Regions from separate parts of the Mus musculus genome. Here region 1 is linked to region 2. The links are chromatin contacts, called in public promoter capture Hi-C maps. All regions are on one chromosome and are shown on one strand. The core of a region is the stretch at or near the end of the contact, and the rest is flanking DNA. Distances in the headings are between cores, read along the strand shown.

What was found. Promoter capture Hi-C pulls out the DNA fragments that hold promoters and counts their contacts.
Region 1: a promoter capture Hi-C map of embryonic stem cells shows a contact between it and region 2, with 7 times the contacts expected there. The contact joins the promoter of 1700112D23Rik here to the promoter of Tmem212 in region 2. A contact is called at or near these places in 7 of 39 promoter capture datasets (the C10 cell line, the HPC-7 cell line, cranial neural crest and 4 more).

What each region holds. Positions count from the first base shown.
Region 1 is chr3:28,777,122-28,783,212 of GRCm38.p6, forward strand. It overlaps 1700112D23Rik (RIKEN cDNA 1700112D23 gene), which reads right to left and starts at 4,001. Exons shown (of 3, transcript NR_166152.1): 1 at 3,850-4,001. Eif5a2 (eukaryotic translation initiation factor 5A2) reads left to right here and starts at 4,156. Exons shown (of 5, transcript NM_177586.6): 1 at 4,156-4,292; 2 at 4,895-5,095; 3 at 5,607-5,711. The coding sequence starts at 4,931.
Region 2 is chr3:27,894,143-27,900,918 of GRCm38.p6, forward strand. It overlaps Tmem212 (transmembrane protein 212), which reads right to left and starts at 2,226. Exons shown (of 4, transcript NM_001164437.1): 1 at 2,043-2,226. The coding sequence starts at 2,201. Gm42195 (a long non-coding RNA gene) reads right to left here and starts at 6,092. Exons shown (of 2, transcript XR_880708.2): 1 at 4,936-6,092; 2 at 2,661-4,345.

The DNA.
Region 1 (6,091 bases), core at 2,751-5,250, 880 kb after region 2:
GACAAGGGTTCATTGTGCCTGCTAATTTTATATCAGTTTGATGAAGTCATTTTTGAAAGAGACTCTCTTTTTATTTTTGGTTTTTCAAGACAGGGTTTCTATGTATAGCTCTGGCTGTCCTGGAACTCACTCAGTAGACCAGGTTGGCCTCAAATTCAGAAATCTGCCTGCCTCTGCCTCCAAAGAGCTGGGATTAAAGGCGTGCGCCACTACTGCCTGGCTGAAAGAGACTCTCAATTGAGAAAATGCCCCATCAGATTGGCCTGTGGACAGGCCAGTCAGTGGTGCATATTTCTTGATTAATGATTAATGTGAAAAGGCCCAGATAAGTGTAGATGGTGCCGCCTCTGGGTTTGTGGTCCTGAGTACCATTAGGCAAACAGGTTGAGCAAGCCATGAAGAGGAAGCCAGTAAATAGCATTCCTCCATTGCGTCTGCTTCAGGCCCTGCTTCCAGGTTCCTGCCCTGACAAAGTTCTGCCCTGGATGATGGACTACAAGCTGTAAGCTGAAATAAACCCTTTCCTCTCCAAGCTGCTTTTGATCACAATGTTTCACCAAGCAACATAAGTACTAAGACAACTTTGCCTACTTACTCCAAGATAGTTCAAGCTATGTTATAGCCCTAAGCTTCACGCCATCACACACATGCCAATGATCACACATATCACCAACGTACATCCCTATGTCAGAGATCCCATTGCCCACATGACTTTTCATTCACTTTCTCCAAAGTGAACTCAGTTCTCCTTGAAAACCACTTCTGAATTTTCCGTGTCAGTAGATGGTATATTGATGCCGTAAAACAGTGTCTTAAATTCTTTACACTCTGTGCCTCTCCATCTTGACTTCCAACATTCAATTATGACTGCTTTTCCATTCTTCCATTAAAACTCTCTTGATTCTGTATCTTCACAGTCACAACTTGTTCACGAAAATAAACTTCATTTTACTTATTATTAATTTCCTACTTCTAACAGTTTTCTCCCCTATAAAGATATCTTACTGAGTGGTCTTCCTAATTTTTTTTTAAGTTTCCATTTCATCATCTGTATGATTTTAGGGTTTACTGTTCTTAGAACAAAGTAAAAATTCACCCATCTCTTTACAGAACATACTAAGCCATTTGCAGTGGAGGATAAAACCATGATTCTGTCATTTGGGCTCTTGTATTCCTGCTGCATTTGGTTTAAATGCATTTTCCAAACACTTTCCGAGCTAACATTTTATTGTTGTGGCCCAAATACCCGACGCAAGCATCTTAAGCGAGGAAGTACTTATTTTGGCTCATGGTTTGGCCCTGTGTGCTTGGACAATGTCATGACCCAGGAGTTTGTATCTGAAAGCATCTTCTCCCCATGACGGTAGGAAGCAGAAAAGACAGAAAGATGAAAGGGACAAGATAACATCAGACACACACCTTTCATGGTCTTCTTCCTCCAGTCAGGTCCCAACCACTCAAATTTCCAGAAATCTCCCAAAACTGTGCCACCAGCTGGGGACCCAAGGTCTCAGTCTATCTGTCTATTGGGAGAAACTTCATATCCAAACTTTTTAACAGCGTCTTACTGCTAGCCTCTATCCAAACTTCAATTCTCAGGTTAGTTGGTCACATCCAGAGAAGCTGTAGTGATACTTTCCAATCTGTGATGTCCACAGACAAGCCACCAGCCGCATACAGCTTACGGTGCACCTGAAATGTTATTGCTATGAACTTAGACGTTGAACCAAAAATACACACCAGATTGCAAAAAGTTAGTACTAACTTAAAAAAAGAAAAGAATGTACAATAGCTTAGTAATAGTTTTATAGTTACATGTGAAAGAATATTTGAACATATTGATTAGGTCAAACTAAATATATTAATGGGTCTTAATTTCAGCTTTTAAAAAAACCTTTCAACCTATCTGTAGGAAACTCTTGGATTCCCCCTTCACCAACACCCAGGCTGTACAGGAGGGGCTCCTTTTGTCAGTCCTGTAGTTATGTCTGTCCTAGTTATTCTTGGAAATTACTAGACTGACGGATGTCAAGCAGCCTATGGACAAGGGGCTGGCTGGAAATTCCAGAAGTAAGAATGCTCAAATAAATAGTCAATAAATTATATAAATAAATAAATAAATAAATAAATAAATAAGACGCTCAACCCTCACTATTTCTGGATTCTACGTTTGTGGGTTTGCATAAAGATACAAGAGAAACCATCCAGAACAGCATGCTTTCTGCATCCATCCGCTGTGCACGTGCAGAGAGCTGAGCTGAGGTCAAACATGGTTTCAAACATCAAACTGCACGTACATGTTCTTTCCGGTCTATTTGCTATGTTTTTCAGAGCTCTGCTTTCTGATTTGCATGTTATGCCTTCTGTTGGTGATTACCCTGCTTAAAATGCACTCCCCCCCCACACCCCGACCTCCCAAACCCCATGCTGAAATGTTCTTTGGTGTTCCTATGCACAAGGTTCTGTTGTGCCAAATAGAGAAGACAAGTGGGTACATCAAATACCTTCAGGCTTAGTGCTTTTAGCCACACGCCCAAAGTTAAAAAAATACATGTGAAATAACGTGCCTCTTGTAGAACTAAACATACCAATCACTTGTTCACCATGAAAATGTGGCCTCCGGAACCTACAAGGAACCTAATACTGTAACTCTCCCAGAATCAAGGGCTGAGAATTTGCCACTTCAGTGTTCTAGAGACCTCGGGAAAAGTCACTGTATTTGTCGAATTAAATAGTCATTTGGGTCCACATACAAATCTTACATGAATATGGTGATAGACAAAGAAGTGATTTCAACTTTGATTATGAGTGGCTCTTATACCCTGCCTTATTGTCCTGCCCAGCCTTTCCCCATAATTCAAAATGAGGAGTAAAAGAGTAACTGTTAATAGTTGGGAAGGTCTGGCTGGGTGTAAGGTAGGGGTGAAAAAGAGGGCTGATGACCAAAAGGCACAGAAAATTTTGGAACGTGATAATATTCTACTATATCCTGACAATGGAGGTGATCGTACATCTGATTTCCTTTTTCAAGCCTCTTAAATCTTATTTCATATATATTCTAACATTAACCTTAGTTTAAACAAAAACTTTAGTAGTCAAGATTTAATAATAGAGATGAAACAGTACACTATGTAATTCTTACTTAAGTATTAGCAGGAGCAATAGTAACAACAACAATAGGGAAAAGCAGAGGGAACTCAGAAGCCAGGGGTCCTAATTCGGCTCTTTCTGTAACAAGAGGCAGAGTTTACTTTATGGAAGCCATGTGCTTATTGCTTCTAGACAACACAAATGAAATGTGTTCTGCATATACGTGTAAGTGACTATGAGACTAGATTTGTTTATAGGACAGCAATACCAAATCACTGAACAACATGAACTGGGTTGTGGGGTGGTCAGTTAATTACCTTGATTCTTTCCAAGGTGAGAGATGAAGCTATGATAAAACTGTGAAAGGAAAGCACACTTCTCGAGAATCTTTGTCTTTAATCATTTAACAACAAAAACAAAAACAAAACCTCAAACTCTAGGGCACACCGATGCCAGGAAGATCAAAGGTCACCGTAGAGTCTCGGGTACATGGGATTTCCCGCCCCTGAGAACACTGCTGACTTCACCAGCACCTCGTCATAGTGTCTGGAGTCCTCTGAGGATCTACAATGCAGAATCATGAAATAGCATACCACACCTAGCACTCTTCGAGCTCCAAGCACGGATTCCAGCCCCAAGGAGGGCTGCAAGCTGTACCAGAAGCTTGAATCAAAGTTCCACTCCACCAACACTCGGGACTCTTGCAAAATCAGCAGGACTTGAGAGTTTGAAGACCATTAAGTGACAGCATCCACGCACCTGCGTGCTAGGGCCCAGAGCAAGCTACCTGGTCCTAATAGTCGTCCCCAAGGTCAACTGGGCGCCGAACTGAAGATGAGGATGCATCTCGCCCGGGAACACTGCGAAGCTTCAAACAGTCGACTGCAGGCAGCTCTGCACGCCGGAAGTGCACTAATCCGCAGCACGTGGGGTTGCCAGGGCGAGCTTCACGTGACGGGGCGGGACCTCGGGAAGCTTCGAGCCAATGGGCGACCTGGAGGCGGGGCCTGTGGCGCGCCGGGGCCTATCCCGGAAGTGTGGTCGCGGCGGGGCGGGCCCGGGCTGGGCGGGCCGGGGCGGGGAGCCGGGTGTGGGAAGCGTGGCGGCCCCGCCCCGTCTCCTGGACCAGCCGCGGCCGCCAGCGCCGCCGCAGCCGCAGGGACCGGCGGACGCAGCAAAGGCGTGCGGTGCGGGGCCGGAAGGTGAAGACCTGGGGCCGGGTCGGCGGGGCGGCGGGGGATGCAGCCGGTGATGCTGGGGTCCGGGCGAGGGGAGGAGCCGAGATGCTTGGGAACTGGAGGGCGGCAAGCGCGGGACCGCCGGAGCTAGGGCCCTTTACCGCTGGGCCGAACCGGGATGCCAGGGCGGCGCCGCTGCGGGTCCTAGGCGCACTGAGGGCCAGGTGCAACCGGCCGGGTGCTCCTGTCCCAGTCTTCCCCGAACCTGCGGCCTGGCTGATACCTTGGCAGCGGGGATGGGACGGAGGGAGGCGCCGGGCCCCGCATCCCGGCGCAGGAAGGTCGTGGGCACTTCTTGCGGTGGGGTGGTGGGGACTGGACCTGCCGGCTGGGCGCTGGTGTCGCCTTCACTCTCCGGCGAGCTCTTCTGCGGCTCCTTTCCCCACCTCCCACCAAGGGCTGGAAAAGTTTTCAGAGGCCTGAATGGCAAAGTATACTCCACTCAGAGTGGGTGTTCTATAAATGCAAACATAACGGGCTAGTGATGCTCGGCTACCTGTCTTCAAAATGAGACATAACCCCGCCTGCATGCCGGTTATTAAAACGCAAACAAACTTTTCGCATAGTTCCCTCAGAAAAACCGCACATCTCCCCAGTCCACCATGGCAGACGAAATTGATTTCACTACTGGAGATGCAGGGGCTTCCAGCACTTATCCTATGCAGTGCTCAGCCCTGCGCAAAAACGGCTTCGTCGTGCTCAAAGGGCGACCATGCAAAATCGTGGAGATGTCAACTTCCAAGACTGGGAAGCATGGTCATGCCAAGGTAGGCCCTTCCAAGTCATTTTTTGGCTTCACCGTTAAGATCATTCGTGTTCCATTCTACATCGTGAGGTTTCTATATTGAAAAATAACTTTTTTTCCTTCCCCTCAGTCTCTTGAATGGTCAGACATTACTCTCAGTAAAGCTCTCCATTTAATCGGACCCTTAGAATGTTTCATTAACTGGAAACTAAAACTTTTTTAAATCCGTGTTTAGTAGAAACAAGCCTGTTCTTCTAATTCTAAGAGACTTGGTTTTCACTTTCTGTGGACTCTTGTTAATTGACTTGCTGACGTGTGTGGTGTGTTGAGTTTTGATGCCATGAAACTGTTCGGGTTTTGGGTACTTACTGAATCTCGTTCTGTGTCACTGCAACTTTTTTTAAAGAAAGTAAGATGACCTTGGAAGAGGTGAAAGGCTCCATTACAGTCAGAGCTGGGATTGTGCTGCTGTGTAGGGAGTGACATAGCTGACAGAGATTAAACATGTTTCCTGTGGTTCTCTCCTCTGTCAGGTACACCTTGTTGGAATTGACATTTTCACTGGCAAAAAATATGAAGACATTTGTCCTTCTACTCACAACATGGATGTTCCAAATATTAAGAGAAACGATTATCAAGTAAGTACTGATTTCTTTAACAGCATTTCAGAAGTGTATAAACACCCTCTTTAGTAGTAGTTTGACAAGACTTGAGAGTAGTTTTATAGAGTATATTCCTTACCAGTTACTAGACTCCACTTATCTTACAGATTAGAGAAATAGTGCTTTGTTTAGTTCTGTTGTTGTTGTTGTTAATATTCTGTGCCTTTTTCTGTTGTGAAGTAGGAGATCATAGGTCTCAGGCTGGCCTTGAACTCACTATTCAAGGATGATCTTCAGTCTCGGACACTCGGGCCTCTGCCTGTGAATGCTGAGATTGTAGGTTGCATCTTTGTGCCTGGCTATCCTGTGTTGGAGATCAAATCCAGGTTTGAATCTGGTTCTGGTACTTTCTAGCT
Region 2 (6,776 bases), core at 976-3,475:
CTCTACAACACACTCTCCGTCACCAGAATTCAGGGCCCAGGAGTCATCTACTCTAGTCAACAATATTCATCAAATGCTACTTTGTCAAAATCCAGCAGGCAGCTCTCTTTGTTGCATGCTCTGGGGATAGAGTAGAAAAGAAAGGAGAAACTGAACCCCTGTCCTTGTATAATGCATATTAAATGGTTAAATTATATAGTAATGTAGATGTGAGTGGGGCTATAGGATTGGGAACGGCAGATGGGGGCAGGGGTTACAATTTTAAAGAGTTTTGCTTGTTTTCACATTTACTTTATTTATTTGTGTGGGGCTGGGGAGTGGGCTGTGGATACCACAGCTCAGGTGTGGAGGTCAGGGATCTCCAATGGGGAATGGTTCTCACCGTCCACCAGGTGGGTTCCAGGCATTGGGCTCCGATCTTCAGGCTTGGGACAAGCACCCTTACCTGCTGGCTCATCTTGCTGGCCTCCAAGGGGTTGCAATTTTGAAGAGGGTCAAGAGGGAAGGCATGGGTGAGAAAGTGACATTTAGTTGAGAGTTGATGAGAGGAGTCGGGTGTGTAGCTCAGTCCACTCACAGCGTGAAGCCCTTGGCTGGACCTCCAGCACCACAAAGACTGAGAGTGTTGTTTGCTCCCGATCCCAGCACTGGGAAGTTGGGAGTTGAAAGATCAGAAGCTCATAGAGAGTCTTAGAACAGCCTGAGGTACCTAAGATCCTGCCTTTAAAAAAAAAAAAATAAAAAGAGGTTTGGGAGTCAGCCAAACACAGGAAGAGTTTAGACAGAGCCCCCAGAGCAAAGGCCTAGGGAGGAACATGCCTTGGCATTCTGAATGGCAGCCGTGAATGTGAAGGCACAGACATAAGGGCAAGCTGGCTGGCAATGAGTCCCAAGAGGCAGCACTGTGGGTATCAGGGGAACTGAGCAGGGCTCATAGCAAGTGGTTCACGGCAGAGAGTTTGCACAGAGCACAGGCTAAAGGCTTGGTGTTTGCTAGCAATCGAGCACAAAGCTCTTGCCATCAGTCAATGCCTTCATCCTCACCAAGTATCTTAGTGTTGGGCAGTTGTCCCCAGAGCACAGGAAAAAGCAAGAAAGAACTAGCTGGCTGAGGCTCCTGCCTCACTCCACATAGTAAGAGCATCAATGTCAGAACTACTTCCCTCTGCCTATAGTTCTAACTCTGAGCCTGCCCCAGACTGCCTCTGTCCAGCTCAGGTAGCCACTCAGTAGTGGCAGGATACACACTCAGTTAATTACTCTTGGCCTATGCCTAACATATACATTCAGCCTACATCTAACATAATATATATATATATATATATATATATATATATATACACACACACACACACACATATAAAATCTTAGTCAAAACTAAGTCCACTGTGAGGATGCTAGCTTGTAAGGGATGGACAGCTACATAAAAATCAATGCATCACTGTGTAACCCAGGCTGGGCTCCAGCTCATAGCTACATAATAACCAAACCCTCCCTGTGTAGTCCAGGCTGGACTCCAGCTCACAGCTACATAATAATCAAACCCTCCCTGTGTAGTCCAGGCTGGACTCCAGCTCTCAGCTACAAAGTAATCAAAGCCTCCCTGTGTAGCCCAGGCTGGAATCCAACTCACAGTTACATAACAATCAAACCCTCCCTGTGTAACCCAGGTGAGGCTCCAGCTCACAGCTACATAATAATCAAAGCCCCACTGTGTAGCCCAGGCTGGCCTCCAGTTCTCAATCTAGCCTCAGTGTTCCAGGTGCTGGGGTTACAGGTCTTTGCCACTGTACCCCATGAGAATTTCCCAAACATTTCATCGTTATATACATGACATACAAATACAAATGAAACAATATTAAGAAAACATATATACTTAAAATGCAACTAACAGAAATTCCTGCTCTAAGTTCAGGACTATGATTTTCGGCAGAATATAGACTTCTTTGAATTACTGGAAAACTCTTAACTGGTATATTATTTTATTTCCCTTTTCTTTTCACTTGCATTTATGCCAGCCTGTTTAATGAAATAGATCCTACCAAAGCCCCGTTCCAGATGGGACAGGCAATCCAAACGCTCCATCCTGTGTACCAAAGCTTGCAGGAAAAGACAGGGAAGAAGGCAATGGCTCCTGAGAAGATGCTGAGGCCCCCCAGAGTAACCAGGGTCCTGCCAGCAGCCTGGTAGAGGCCCTTCATCTTCCTCTGCGGCTTGACTCTTTGCTCTGAGATACTTGTTACCAAAACACAAGGCCAGGCCAGGCCTCTATAAACACAAGTTTCTTAGAGACTGTAGCTGGGATGACAGTGAACATGGGAAACAAGATCCCGCAGACAATATTTACTCTGTTCCACCAAGGTAAGTGGAAGGAGTGAACTCTGACTGTGGGTTAGACTCTAACACCGACTTCTTCAGAGAGAAGGGAGGGCGGGAGATTTCTCATTCTGGAGTGGCCGCCTTGATTCCTTCATTTGCCCTGTCTCAGGGAGTAACCACTTCCTGGCTTAATCAGACTCAAAGGCTCACTGACTGAGCTAATTGTTTCTGAACTCAACCTGCCTGGTGGTTACAGCAGAAAGCCAACATCCTCTGAGCACAATAGAGCCGCATTCCCAGCAAAAGTTCCCACAAAACAAAGCAAGAATCACACATGCAGATCACGGTCCACTGATCATTATATTTAACGTAAATGGTTGAAAGCAAAGGAGTCTTTCCTTTCAAAGTTTAATTCCACACAACTGTTTATGATTATTCTTTTAGAGAAGGTCTGCGACCTTGCTACGGAGAGCAGGTTGGCCTTGGTTTACAGTGATCTTCCTGCCTCCTCCATCTCCCAAGGGCTAAGAATATAGCCATCAAGCTCAGCTACTCTTAATTAAAAAAAACAAAAAACTAAACTAAATTTATTGGGGCTGGAGAGATGTCTTACTGGCTAAGAGCACTGACTGCTGCTCTTCCAGGGGACCTGGGTTAGATTCCCAGCATCCAATTGAGGGCTCACAGCTGTAGTTGTACTACAGGCCCAGGGAGTCAGACACCTCTTCTGGCATCCTTGGGCATCAGAGTCCATGAGGTGCACACTCATACATGCAGGCAAAATAACCAGACACACTAAGTACATTTTTAAAATAATTACATTGAGAGAGAGAGAGAGAGAGAGAGAGAGAGAGAGAGTGCGTGCGTGTGTGTGTGTGTGTGTGTGTCTGTATGGCATTGAAGTGGAATGTTCATGCCATAGCATGGCAACTTGCAGGAAGGAATCAGTTCTCTTTTTTCCTCTATGTTGGGCCCAGGGATAGAACTTAGGTGATCGGGGATAGAGGCAAGGGCTTTGTCGCCAGGCCCGAACATGGGTTTTAAGGCAGGCAGAGCAGGAATCTGACTCTGGCTTCACCCCTTCTAGGTGTTTGTCCTAGAGGAAGAGCGAGCTACTTGTGTTTTCTGGGTCTGTTTCTTCGTAAGAGAAACAGGTAAGAGGAATGTTTCTCTCACCAGGCGCTTGGGTGAGGGCATCAGCTGAACTCCTGTGTGTAGATGCTTAGCGTGGAGCAAGCTCCGTACTGAGAAAATGTCCTGAAATCACCTCACCTCAGAGTTCTTGCGGCTGGCTCAGACAGTATTAGTTCTTTTGTCTATCACCTCAGAACTCTAGGCTTGACTCCTTGATCAGTTTGATACAGATTCCCCGAGGGCCCTCCCCTTCCCACCAGTTCTCTGCATCTCTTTCCCCGTTCTGTCTTTTGATCTATGGTAGCTATCCCACTCAAGTTGACCCAGATTTCAATGCAGTCTCTGCCCAGATACTCAGAATCCGGGGAAAGCCGCTCTGGTTGTCTGACACGGCCACTCTTCTGTGTTTCCTCTCAATTCTGTGGGCTAGATTCTCAGATTATTTTCTTTTCATATAAACTAGAGAAGTTTCTGGAAGGCACAGAACTTGTGAGTCTTCCATACCTTGTAAATATCTATGGCCTCTCTGACAACTTCAGATGGCATTCGGACCAAGCAGATACACACTAGTAAATACTCAGTGGGTCAATTCACGAAGCCGATAGCCTGTCCAGTCTGCATTTGGGCCGCACGGGGGGGGGGGGGGTGGATATATGTGAGTTCAAGTTCATCAGAGCGAATGCCCAGGCCAGTGTGTTCCCTCATGCCCGGGGGAAGGGTCTGGAGGAAAGACGGATTTGTCTGTAGTACTCAACTTCAGCTGTGGTATTTTGACTTTTTCCTTTACTCCTTATCTCAAGGTTGCAGCTCTGTGGTGTGTTAGCACACTGTGGGTCAGCTCACTCTCTTCTGGTAGCACGTTTGGAAAACAAAGACTGTTGAAATCCCCAGTCTTCAGCAGCACACAGTGGAAAGGAAAACAAAGAAAGAATGTTTTGTTTTAATTTGGGGAGACGTTACGTGCCTGTAACATTATGGATTAACACAGATGTCACCATAACTTTATTAGTGATTAAGGGGTGGCATGGCTAAATATGACCTAATGAGAGTGAGGTAGATCCAGAGACATCTCCGACCAGATTCCAGAGATGCTGGCTTCTTGTTAACTGTGTTGAAGCAAGGACATTTTTCAGTGAGAACAGAAATGGATGTGTGCCCGTCCCCAGCTTCTTTCAGCCATGGCACTGTCCCTAAGCACCAGCGGCTACCTCCATGGGGGAGCTCCTCCTGCGTAGCCAGGATCGCAGGCCTGTGCCTGCAAGCCCAGCTAGGTAGAGTTACAAACTGCATAAATTGAAAGGCTCAAGTGAATGGCTGGCCTGCTAGAGTGCTGGCTCAGAATATTTGATGATATTGATGGGCTGACGGTGCAGGGGACATGTTCCCCTGTCTCCTTTAGCAGCCTGCTAAAGCCTGTTTGCTTCCTTCAGGAGACGGAGGAGGCATGCCAGGTGTGGAGGAACACCTCATGCTTTGTCATACCTTTTCAGAGATTTTTGTTCCTTTCCAAAGAGTCCATTTTCAACCCACTTAAGCCTCTCCAGTGTTCATACGCAGCGTGTTTCCTTCTGCTTTTCCTGGTTGTTCGGTTTCAACTCTGAGTGAACTCTTTCTTCACAATGACCCGGGGCTGATGGGGAACAAAGTTCAATGTTTATCATCCCTAACTGGAAACTGTCAAATTTCTATTGTAAACCCTCCAATTTACAAGATACTACAGAGAGATTGCTGCACCCACCAAATTCCAATTGTATGTCTCCCCCTCAAGTGTGTTTGGAAATCATCTGGAAGCTATCAGACTTTTCCCTAGCTTTGCCTGGCAAAATGACTTGACTGTCCTGCCAGCAAGCTCGAGCGACTAGTCATCTGTTTGTCAACCTGTCTTTTCAGCTGCAGTGAACAGCTGTGACTTGGGCTCAGGTCCGTGCCAGCAGCCTCCCACAGGCCACCGCGGGCATTGTCTTCTGCAATGGTCACTCCTGTCTTGTTTTCCCACGGAAATAGAGAACTCACAGATGGAACACGGATGTGATGGCTTGGCTCTCTGGCCTCCAAGGAGGGATAAGGAGCTTAGACGACAGGAAAGGAGGCATAGAAAGGGTATCTGAGGAGAGGGGTGTGGGGAAGATGGACCGGAAGGGAAGGGATGGAGGCACGATGGAATCAAGAGGAAAAGACTCCTAGGGCCATACCCAGCTTTCTGTGTTCTCCACAAACCTAAGGTCTCATGGACTTTAAAGCAGAGTTGTTTGGGGGACACAGGAATCCAGGAAGCTGCGAGCGTCTCATAAACAGGTCGAGACATGTTTGCAGAGTGGAGGAAATGGAGAGATTCGGAGAAAGGGGACAAAAAGTGGGGAGAAAATGGGGAGAGAAACTCTGAGTGCCTGAAGAACCCTCAGACGCTGTTTGTTTTACAGATTGCTTTAAGGGAGCAGCTGTGCCTCATGTCTGCATTCATGTACCCATTGCACTCCCTTATGTATGTACGTATACATATGTGTTTCACTATATAGCCCTGAGCATGCTGGAACTTGACACATAGTCCAGTCTAGCTTTGAATGTGCCTCTGCCTCCCAAGTTCTAGGATTACCCCTGTGTTCCACCACCTACGGCTTGTCCCTTTTTTTGTTTTTCTTTTCTTCTTCTTCTTCTTTTTATTTTTTTACAGTCCAGTCCACCCTCCCACAGTTCCTCATCCTCCCTTCTCGAAGAGACTTTCCCCACCCTCACCCCCTGCCAGGCCTCCTCACTCCCTGGGGCCTCAAGTCTCTAGAAAGTTAGGTGCATCTTCTCTCTCTAAGGCCAAACCCAGCAGTCCTCCGCTGTATATGTGTGTGTGGGGTGGTCTCATATCAGCTGGTGTATGATGTCTGTTTGGTGGCTCAGTGTCTGAGAGATCTCGGGGCTCCAGGTTAGTTGAGACTGCTGATCTTCCTACGGGGTCGCCCTCCTCCTCAGCTTCTTCCAACCTTTCCCTAATTTAACCACAGTGGTCCCTGACTTCAGGCCACTGATTGGGTATAAGTATCTGCATCTGTCTCAGCCAGCTGCTTGTTGGGCCTCTTGGAGGACAGCCATGCTAGGCTCTTGTGTGTAAGCACACCATAGCATCAGTAATAGTGTCAGGACTTGGAGTCTTGAGCTGGATCCCACTTTGGGCCTGTCACTGGGCCTCCTTTCCCTCAGGCTCTTCTCCAATTTTGTCCCTGTAGTTCTTGGTCCTTTTAAATAGGAAATGTATGATCGCTTAATTCCTTGTTTTAAAATGTTTGAGAAGAAGGAGGAGGAGGAAGAGGAAGGAGGAGGAGGAGGAAGAGAAG